Linked DNA regions of Mus musculus: region 2 is linked to region 1. The links are chromatin contacts, called in public Hi-C maps. All regions are on one chromosome and are shown on one strand. Each heading gives the region's core, a stretch centred on a gene start, on an enhancer-like site or on the middle of the called end of the contact. The rest is flanking DNA. Distances are from core to core; before and after follow the strand shown. Region 1 has its middle 59 kb from the start of Gm31482. Region 2 overlaps Rapgef5 (Rap guanine nucleotide exchange factor (GEF) 5).

Region 1 (4,900 bases), core at 1,343-3,842:
ACAATCGTGGACAAGCAAGGGGAAATCTGAGAACTTTCTCAACTAGGGGAAGGATGGGTGGGACCAGAAGAGGAAATGGCACTGGTTTGGATGAGGAACAGAACCTCAAAAGTCAATATACAGGGCAGCACCTGGAGGGAAGAGGAGGAAGGGCCAGGCAGAAGGGAAGCCAGGGTCAAGGACAGCAGTCTGGCCACCTGTTTCAGATGTGGGTGGAGGCACTCGCAGCTACAGCAGTTTCTGTGGCGGCTTGGTAGCAGATCATCTGTTCTCATAAACTGATTAGGCACATGCCATTGCCAGGGGAGGTGGCCCAGGTCAGCCCTGACGTAAGTTACTCACATAGATAAAGTTATTCATAGGATTTTCTCAGTTTTACACTTGTTCTACCTATATATTTCTCCCTTTGAAAAATATTATGTTGTGAATGCACAGCAAAATGTGCTCTGGTTTGTGTGCCTTTCTAAGTGTTTAAAAAAAAATACCATGTGACTGAGGAGCCCTCATATCAAACTGGACCTGCCATCAACACAACCTTGGGAAGCTCTGCGTGTAAGTTCAGATTTAGGTCCCTCAGAGCAGGATCACGCCCTCATGTTTGAGTTCAGTGGCCAAGAAACAAGTAATAGTCAATTAGTAGATAGTGATTATCCGTGAGACTTCCATCCTCACCTGTGTAGAAAGACAGTCTACATAGGTAAGACAGATGTCATCTACCTCTGTACGAAGCAGCCTTTAAGATGGAGGGAAGAGCCTTCCAGAATCTGCCTGGGAAAGCTAAGCAGGTGTAAGGATAGGATGCTCTCTGTTGCTGAGGATCTCGTGTGAGCCTGCAAACAGACACCCATAGAGGAAGTACAAATAGCCATTGACTAGAGAGAAATGTTGGTGCCCACTGAGAGAGGGAGAGTGCCCACTTGCCTTGACCGGATGCACTCTGAATGAGAGTGGACAGAGGAGTCATGATGGTTAATGCAAGGCAGAACCCTAGGAGAACAGGGTCAAATGAAAACTGGCTAGGTCTTGAGCAAGGGTGTGTGTTGAATTGAAAATAACTGACTGGATACCTGAGAGACTGGGAGAGGGGGACTGTGAACACCCTAGGGGTCCAGCACCAGAGGTAGCAGGCAACTCCCTGGGACAGGTCTGAGAGGGTTCTTCTGAGAGTAAGCATCCCAGAGGGGAAGCTTAAGCTTTGAGAGATGATAATGAGAACCAAAGAACCTTCTGTCCTATACCAGAGAGTAGAAGCAGGTGACAGGCTCAGGTCACCATGCTAAGTGAACTCAAAAGGGGCAGAAACAAGGCAAGGTCCTTGGGGCCTGGTTTGGGACACATCTCTTCAACCACTCCATCTCCCTGTCCCTTCCATTTTGCTGAAAGGCTAGGCATGGTTGCTACCACTGCCCAGGTACAGGGACACCCCACAGTGGCAACAGTGTGCCAGCCCCTTTCCAGTTAGATTTCCTAAGCAGACATTAGAAATTAGAATATCCCGTAGAGGTGTTTTATTTAGGGTTTCTATTGCTGTGATAAGCACCATGACCAAAGCAACTTGGGGTGGAATGGGTTTATTTGGTTTACACTTCCACATCGTAGTCCATCATTGAAGGGAGTCAGGGCAGGAACTCACACAAGGCACAGGAGCTGATACAGAGGCCATGGTGCTGCTTATTAGCTCCTTCCTCCCCCACAATTTGCTCAACTTGCTTTCTTATAGAACCCAGGACCCAGCCCAGGGTGATACTGTTAAGAATTCCTCTAGGCTTTGCCCAACAGTTGCCTAGCAACAGCTGCCTGCCAGGTATGCACCAGGAGCAAGGAGCCTGGCATATAAGAAGACCACTCATTACCAAGCTCTATCTCTCTGTCTTTCCATCTTTCTATGTGCCCATGTCTCTCTATGTCTCTCTGTGTGTATGTCTCTCTCTCCATCTACTCCTCCCTCCTCTTCCTATATGTCTCCGACTAGCCTCTTCCCCTCTTTCTATACTCCCCTCTCCTCTCTCTTTCTGTCCTTCTCTGTCCCCCTTTCCCTGCCTCTACCCATTTCCAGGTCCTTGATCTGCTCCCTAACTCCCTTCCCCCAATAAACTTCCTTTTGCACTAGGCCTGTCGCATGGCTGATTCCTCAAGGAGAACACTTTGGCCGGGGCCATACGACCCACGTTATAATTCATAACAGTAACAAAATTACAATTATGAAGTAGCAATGGAAGTAATTTTATGGTTGGGGATCAGCACAACATGAAGAGCTGTATTAAAAGGGTCACAGCATTAAGATTTGATACCACGACTGCCTTATAGTCTTGCCTTCGGTCAGATCTTATGGGGGCATCTTCTCAATAGGAGTGCCTTTTTAATCTGTATCCAAACCAGACTGCCCAGAGGATGACCTAAGCTTCATCCCCTTGTACTTTAGTTGGCTTCGGGTACACTCTCAAGACTTAGACAAACCACGGAGGTTATCGTGTTGTACTTCAGTAGGTACAGCAGGCTCTTGAGTGATACACATGCTGAGTTATTACTCTACTGCTCTGCTTCGTCCTGGTCCTGGAACCGTGGCTCTCAGAGTGAGCTGGGAAACCTCAAAAGTGTAACTCTCAGATCCCTTTTGAATCAGAACTCTGGGGATGGGGCAAAGCAACCTTCTTAACTAGGGTGGTTGGTGGATGAGTCACTTCCGCTCTAAGACTAAGAACGTGCGGGAGAGGACAACTGTCAAGAGGTGTAGTGGTGGTGTTAATTCTTTTAGAATATGCTGAGGACGGGAACTCACTCAGAGCCTATCAAATTCCTCTTATGAGTAGTTCCTACCCCTCTCCCTTTTATGCTTCAATGGTTGGGGAGAAAGTAAAGGTGTTTTGTGTCCCCTTATCCTCACATAGAACGAAAATACACAGACACAGGGACAGACAACTCTGGTGACTGCAGCATGTGAGATGATTTTTCTCCAAATGCCTGGTTGAGCAGGGTTCACTGTGATCCTTCTCCTCCATGGTGGGTACTGAATTGATTAGCAGTTCTCCTTGGGAAAACAAGAGCCCTGAGTCTATCAGGAGGACCCTTTGGTCACCGAGGATTCCTACATGTAGTCTTATTCCAGTAATCTTTCTTGACCCCAGTGAGAGTGAAAGAACGATGCCACTGGTAGACCAAAGCCAGGATGGTTTCCAAACGCCTTCCATCCTGGGTCCAGTTTGTATTCTTGATTTATACTCTAAACTCACAAGATGGAGCAGGGAGGGCAAGTAACAGGAGCTGACATGTCATTCATCAGGTTGTTAAGGGCAACGACCATTGTCTCAGCTATTTCTCCCGATCATTCAGATCCAGGTACCGATGAAGCTATGCAGAACAAGCAGTGCTTTTAATAAATTGCTAAGTAAATCAACAAATCTGTGTGTAATAATTGGTTGTTTCTTCCTTATTCTCCTTCAGTCACTTCCGGATAAGCTGGTGCTGCTTTAGGTCTCCTCAATTTTTTTTTTTAAGTTAGAAGGCGGGGGTGATGTAAGCAGTACATTGGTGAGAGACTGAACAGCAGTGAGGGTCACCCCTCCTGAGTCTAGTTTATCTTTCAACTTTTCTTCTTCTTCTTCTTCTTCTTCTTCTTCTTCTTCTTCTTCTTCTTCTTCTTCTTCTTCTTCTTCTTCTTCTTCTTCTTCTTCTTTCCCTTCCCCTTCCCCTTCCCCTTCTCCCCTCCCTCTTTGTCTCTCTGTCTCTGTCTCTCTATTTTAATCTTGAAGAAACTGGTAATAGAGGACTTAAAAAAACCAAAGTGTTGGGGCTGGCTGGTAAAGATGTTGGAGAGGGGCCTCCTCTCAGCTGATTGCCCCTTGCCTTCCTGACCTCTCTTCTGGGCATGGTGGATATCCTGTTCAGCACTTCCTGCAGAATTCCTGGTGTTTCCACAAGCAAGTAGATTTTCAGAAAGCTGAGTTATTTCACAGCAGGACACTCAGGACCTTCACAAAGAGGAGCCCCTGGGAAGCTCCAAAGACAGCTTGCCATTTTCAAACTCTGAGCCCAGAAGTCACTTCCAAAGAGCATGATCAACCATACAGCTTTAGCTCTGGCTGGTGATAGCCAACAATGTCAGGGGTAGGGAGGGTGCCTGAGATTCTGAGATGACACCATCACCTGGACAGGGGCAAAGTTATCCCTTTCCTGCTAGCTGAATGTGTTACAAGCTTAGCTATGAGACCTCTCCTAAAATGCATGTCTTAAAGGCTTCATCCCCCGCACAGTGTTGAGAGATAGAGCTTTTAGCAAGTGATTGGATCACTCAGGCTTTGACTTAATCAATAGATTAATCAGCTGACATATACATGATCTGATGCTATTTGAAAGGAGTGGGTCATTTACTGGCAGCATGCCTGTAAAGGATATCCCTTGTCCCTGGTCCCTTCACACTCTCTGCTTCCTGGCTGCCATGAAGTGAACTGTCCTGTTACCCTCGTGCTTCCTAAAGTAATGTTCTGTGTCATCACAGCCCAGGGACAATGGTTCTATGTGACCATGGCCTGAAATCTCAACAACCATGAACCTTCCTTGAGGTTGTTGCTTCCTAGGCATTGTGTCGTTGTGACAAGAAATGATCTGTGTGATGCAGGTTGATGACTCCGGCCCTGACGGTTTCCATCCATTTCTAGCTTCCTACTGGACTTTTTGTGGCCCAAGCTCGAGCTTGAATAAAGAGACCCTAGTATGGTCGCATCGGAGTTGGCTCTTTGCTGGTCTTTTGCGATAAACAGGCACAACAGGAGCATCTCTGTTAGGTACCTCCTAGCAGCCAGAGGTTGGCCAGTAAGAAGGATTTTTGAGAGGGTATTGTGCTGCTTGCAGCCACCCAGTCTCTCCCCTGGAGAGTTGCCCTTGGTCTAGTGGGATCAACCTC
Region 2 (4,359 bases), core at 732-3,231, 160 kb after region 1:
AAGTCTGCAGGGTCAAATGCTAGCTAATCAAGGGCTACAAAGTAAGTGAAAGACAAGCCAGCTCAGAGTTTCATCAGTATCCAGGGAGAAGGAATCTCTGCTCCTCATAGTCATTGTTAAAGACCCAATGATGTGGTGTACTCTCACTGTCTCTGGGAACAATGTTTTGCTTTGAACTAGACTTGCCCAGGGTTGACAGAAACATAACAGACATCAGAGAGCCAGAAAACTGACTTTCTATGGGGGTAGAACCTAAGAGTACACATGGAAGAGTTTGCATTTGATACTTCTGATAGGTGTCTCTGTATATAAAACAGTTAGAGAATCTAACCAGTTAGAATCTCTCTGTATGGGTTTGTCTTGAACTAATGATTTCTCTTGCCTCAGCCTCCTGCATGTTGGGATTATAGGTGTACACCACCTTGCCTGGTTCTGATCCTCTTGAATTCTAAAGTAAAAAAGTAATTAAAAGACTTGGGGCACCCAGGACGAGACCAAGGCATAAGTAGGAGATAGGTTTGAGTAGGTGGCAGGATTTTCCTCATGCCACCATCCAGGTAAAACATTTGTTTATATAAAAATCAGCTGTACCTAGCATTTAAACACTGGTGGTGTCACGTGACAAAGCTCATAGAACTTCATGCTCATGGAGAAGGCCTTGGTTCCAACCACCCAACACCAGTGAGAGTCTGTGTTAATTCTCCTAGACACCTGAGTATGAGAAATGAGACTGGCGCATGAACAAATTGCTATGTCTAAAAGATGCTTGACGTGAAAGTCTTGGAGATGGTGCGGAAAGAGGGATGTTCTCCTCGTCTTCTTTCCCCTTATGGCCAGGAAGGCCTCAGATGATTCTGTCTTGCCATGTGGAGTCCTCTGCTATGTCCTAGGGAAAAGGATTTCTGTCCCTTGAGAAGTTTACGTGGGTCCACATTCCTGTGCCTCCCTGTGGGAAAGCTTGCTGAGTGCTGCACAGGGATGGTAGTAAAGGCCAGTAATACTCCAGTTGTCCATCAGGCACTATTCTAAACTGTCTGTGTAATTTACAGTCTGTGGCCCTTAGGGTGTAGTGTCCTGATCTCCTCCAGCATCAGCCCACTCTGAGAACTCATTAAAATTCAGATTCTCAGGTTCTACCCTAAACCCACCAAACACAAAACTGGATGGGAGCCCAGGGGTATTTCATGACACTCTCTAGGAAATAAAGAAATTTGAAAATCACTACTTTAAGTAATTTATTTATTTATTTTAGAGATTTATTTTATGTATATGAGTACACTGTGGCTGCATAGCTGGTTGTGAGACTTCATGTGGTTGTTGGGAATTGTATTTAGGACCTCTGCTCTGTCCAATTAACCCCACTCACTCCGGTCAACTCTGCTTGCTCAGTCCCTGCTTGCTCTGGCCCAAAGATTTATTTATTATTATACATAAGTACACTGTAGCTGACACACCAGAAGAGGATGTCATATCTCATTATAGGTGGTTGTGAGCCACCATGTACTTGCTGGGATTTTAACTCAGGACCTTTGGAAGAGTAGTCAGTGTTCTTACCTGCTGAGCCATATCACCAGCCCAGTAATTTATTTTTTATAACAGCCTAATAAGTATATTTTATTTTACTCACTTAAAAGGGTAGACCCAGTGAAACAAAGGAGATAATAACTTACTTGTCCAGACCACAACTTCTTAGGGCTGTGGCTGTACTTTGAATGCAAGCATTGTGAATGCTGGGCTCTGTTCTTGTTCTTAAGTACTGTGCATGGATGCCTTTCGAGAAGGTGTGTGTATAGGAAAGAAAAGACAACAACCAAACAAAGGGAGGTATTCCCTTATACAAGTATGTAGTCAGTATAAGCTAACCACACACAGTACATCTGTGGGCATTGGGGCATTTGGAAGTGTGATCAAGGGGGAGACCTATGTCTTTCAGATTTGCATAGTAAGAGGAAGCCCAAATGCAAATGAGTATCTGAAGTCCAGAGTTCTCTGGAAGCACTTAGAGATTCAGAAGGGAGATTTAAGCATATAAGAACCGAATGCATTGTCACGTGAACTATGTGAAAATTTAAATATGTGTGACTCGTTCTAGGTGACACAGATTTTGAGACACAGTTTTCTTCTTACATATTTAGTTCTTCTCATCAGTGTTCTCTAGTCCTCCCCCACCCCACCCCCACGGTTTTGTTTCACTTTTGATACAGGTTCTTGTCTATCTCAAGCTGACCCTGAATTCACTATATAACTGAGATTGGTCTCGAATTCCTGTTCCTCCTGCCTCCACTTCTCACCTGTGCCATAGTCTCAGGCTTCTTTAACTGGGGTTGTGATACCCTAAGGGGTCATGGTTGTTAGCCTTAAGGCCAAGGGTGATAATGAATCAAACAGCTATGAAGGATTTCTGAATGGGCAGCAACCAAAATTTGATTCAAAATAAAAATGTATAAAGAGGCATTGAGAGATAGCTCCATCAGTCAAATACTCATGCAAGCATGAGAACATAACTTGGATCCCTGGTATCCAAATACGAAGGCAGGCATGGTGGCTTGCACTGACACTGGAGAAGCAGATGGTTGGATGCCTGGACTTGTTGGGCTGCTAGTCTAGCCTAAGCAATGAGCTTCAGTTCCCAGCAAGAGGCTATGTTGTAAATAACACAGTGGATGGCTTCTGAGACATAACACTGCAGGTTGATCTCGTGTGCACAGATGTGCAATGCCATCACTCTGCCACAGTCAAACACACACAGGCATAGGCACAGGCACATGCACACATGTGTACACACACGCACCAAATGCGGGATGATTCCAGAGTGTTTGCAGTGCCTGTCTGTGCATCTTGGTTTTGAACATACCCACAGCATCTCATCATGCACACTGACAAACGCTGAATACCTAAACTCAGGTTTGAGACTGTTGCATATTTTGATTAAAGTGTTCTTACTGTACATATAAAATTTACTGCTCTTACAGAAACACAATAATTTAGTTATGGAAAACAAGAACCTTAACGTTTTCCTATCGCCATTCCTCGGCATTCATCTACTTGGTAGATGTGGGAACTGTAATTCATTAGAACATTTGATTTTTAAAAAATGGTGGTCTAGGTTGTTGACTTGAGTTCCATAAAAAGTTGTTCCGTGAGTTTGGCTTGGGATGAGGATGGAATTTCCAACATTTTCTGAAGTGGTCCTAAACATACACCTGCCATTTTATGCTATAGATTTATGCAAAATAGTGTCCTCAGCATTGACATTTATAAAATTAACCTATCTATTAATTATGAAAAACATTGAAGACATGCTAAAACTGCAACATCAAATATTTAGCCAAGTATTTCATTCTTAAAATAAATTGTGTGTGTGTGTGTGTGTGTGTGTGTGTGTGTGTGTGTGTGTGTGTATGGCACATGTGTATAGGTGCCCATGGAGGCCAGAAGAAGATATCAAATCCCCTGGAGCTAGAGGTACAGGTGGGTTGTGAGCTGTCCAATGTGAGTGCTAGGTATAAAATCAGGTCCTCCAGAAATAGCAGTAAATGCTCTAACCACTGAGCAATCTCTCCAGCCCCTGATTCTTTGTATAAAAATAATCAGCTGCTACAGCTATCTCGTTAGTATGGAAATTGGCTTTCTTTTTTAAAAAATGATAAAATTATATGGATACTAAGGAACTCTTATAAAAATAAATTATTTATTGTCAGTACATATTGGGGTTACATTATAATTTATATATATATACATGTATGCATGTATACATATATGTATATAATATATACATGTACACATATATAATATACACATTTTTTAATGTAAGACTATAAGAAGACTTGGTATAGTGAGATAAGGAGTGTATGGACTGCTGGGTTACAGGGAGCACTGTCCAGCCAGGAGCATACAGGCAGGGGCAGGGGTAAGCTGAAAAATATATTTGTTGTCTTTCTTGTTAAAGATAACGTATAAGAAGATGTTGAAGGGGTTTAATCTGATGTGTGTGAAGGTGCCAGGGGTCCACATGGGCAAGAAAGCCAGGGGATGGATCTGTTCAGGTGTGAGGACTGGCCAATAGTAAGGGAAGTGCAGCTTTTATCAAGAAATAAGTGTTGAATTTGGAAATAATATCTGGATGTTTTCTTGAGACTGCATCTGTAGGGAAGAAGGAGAACATTAACTGCAGTTTAAGATAACTCCAGCGTTTGGGAGTTTCATGCTGAGTGTGGTGGTACACAGCTGCAATCCCAGCACTGGAAGGCTAAGGAGAAGGATGAAGAGCTTAAGGTCAGCTTGGGCGTCTTCTCCAGTGTTTTCATTTCTTTGTCTCTTCATAAACTTGTTATCTTTATAAGATTGCAGACCAGATAT

Evidence for each region. Hi-C and Micro-C count contacts between places; a contact is called where the count stands out from the background.
Region 2: a Hi-C map of Th1 cells shows a contact between it and region 1, with 3 times the contacts expected there. The contact joins two enhancer-like sites. A contact is called at or near these places in 1 of 39 promoter capture datasets (embryonic stem cells), 1 of 15 datasets of contacts at CTCF or cohesin (pro-B cells), 19 of 484 Hi-C or Micro-C datasets (the AML12 cell line, Th1 cells, bone marrow-derived macrophages and 9 more) and 1 of 115 datasets of contacts at active chromatin or transcription factors (embryonic stem cells).

The regions. Positions count from the first base shown.
Region 1 is chr12:117,404,414-117,409,313 of GRCm38.p6, forward strand. No RefSeq gene overlaps it. Among named protein-coding and RNA genes, the nearest start is that of Gm31482, 59 kb to the right of the region's middle. Within about 2 kb of position 2,593, at least 10 of the 459 cell types and tissues checked have an H3K27ac peak or open chromatin away from gene starts, as enhancers often do. A contact at or near this core is called in Th1 cells, where this site is marked.
Region 2 is chr12:117,564,485-117,568,843 of GRCm38.p6, forward strand. The region is part of intron 1 of Rapgef5 (Rap guanine nucleotide exchange factor (GEF) 5); the gene reads left to right. Among named protein-coding and RNA genes, the nearest start is that of Rapgef5, 33 kb to the left of the region's middle. Within about 2 kb of position 1,982, at least 30 of the 459 cell types and tissues checked have an H3K27ac peak or open chromatin away from gene starts, as enhancers often do. A contact at or near this core is called in Th1 cells, where this site is marked.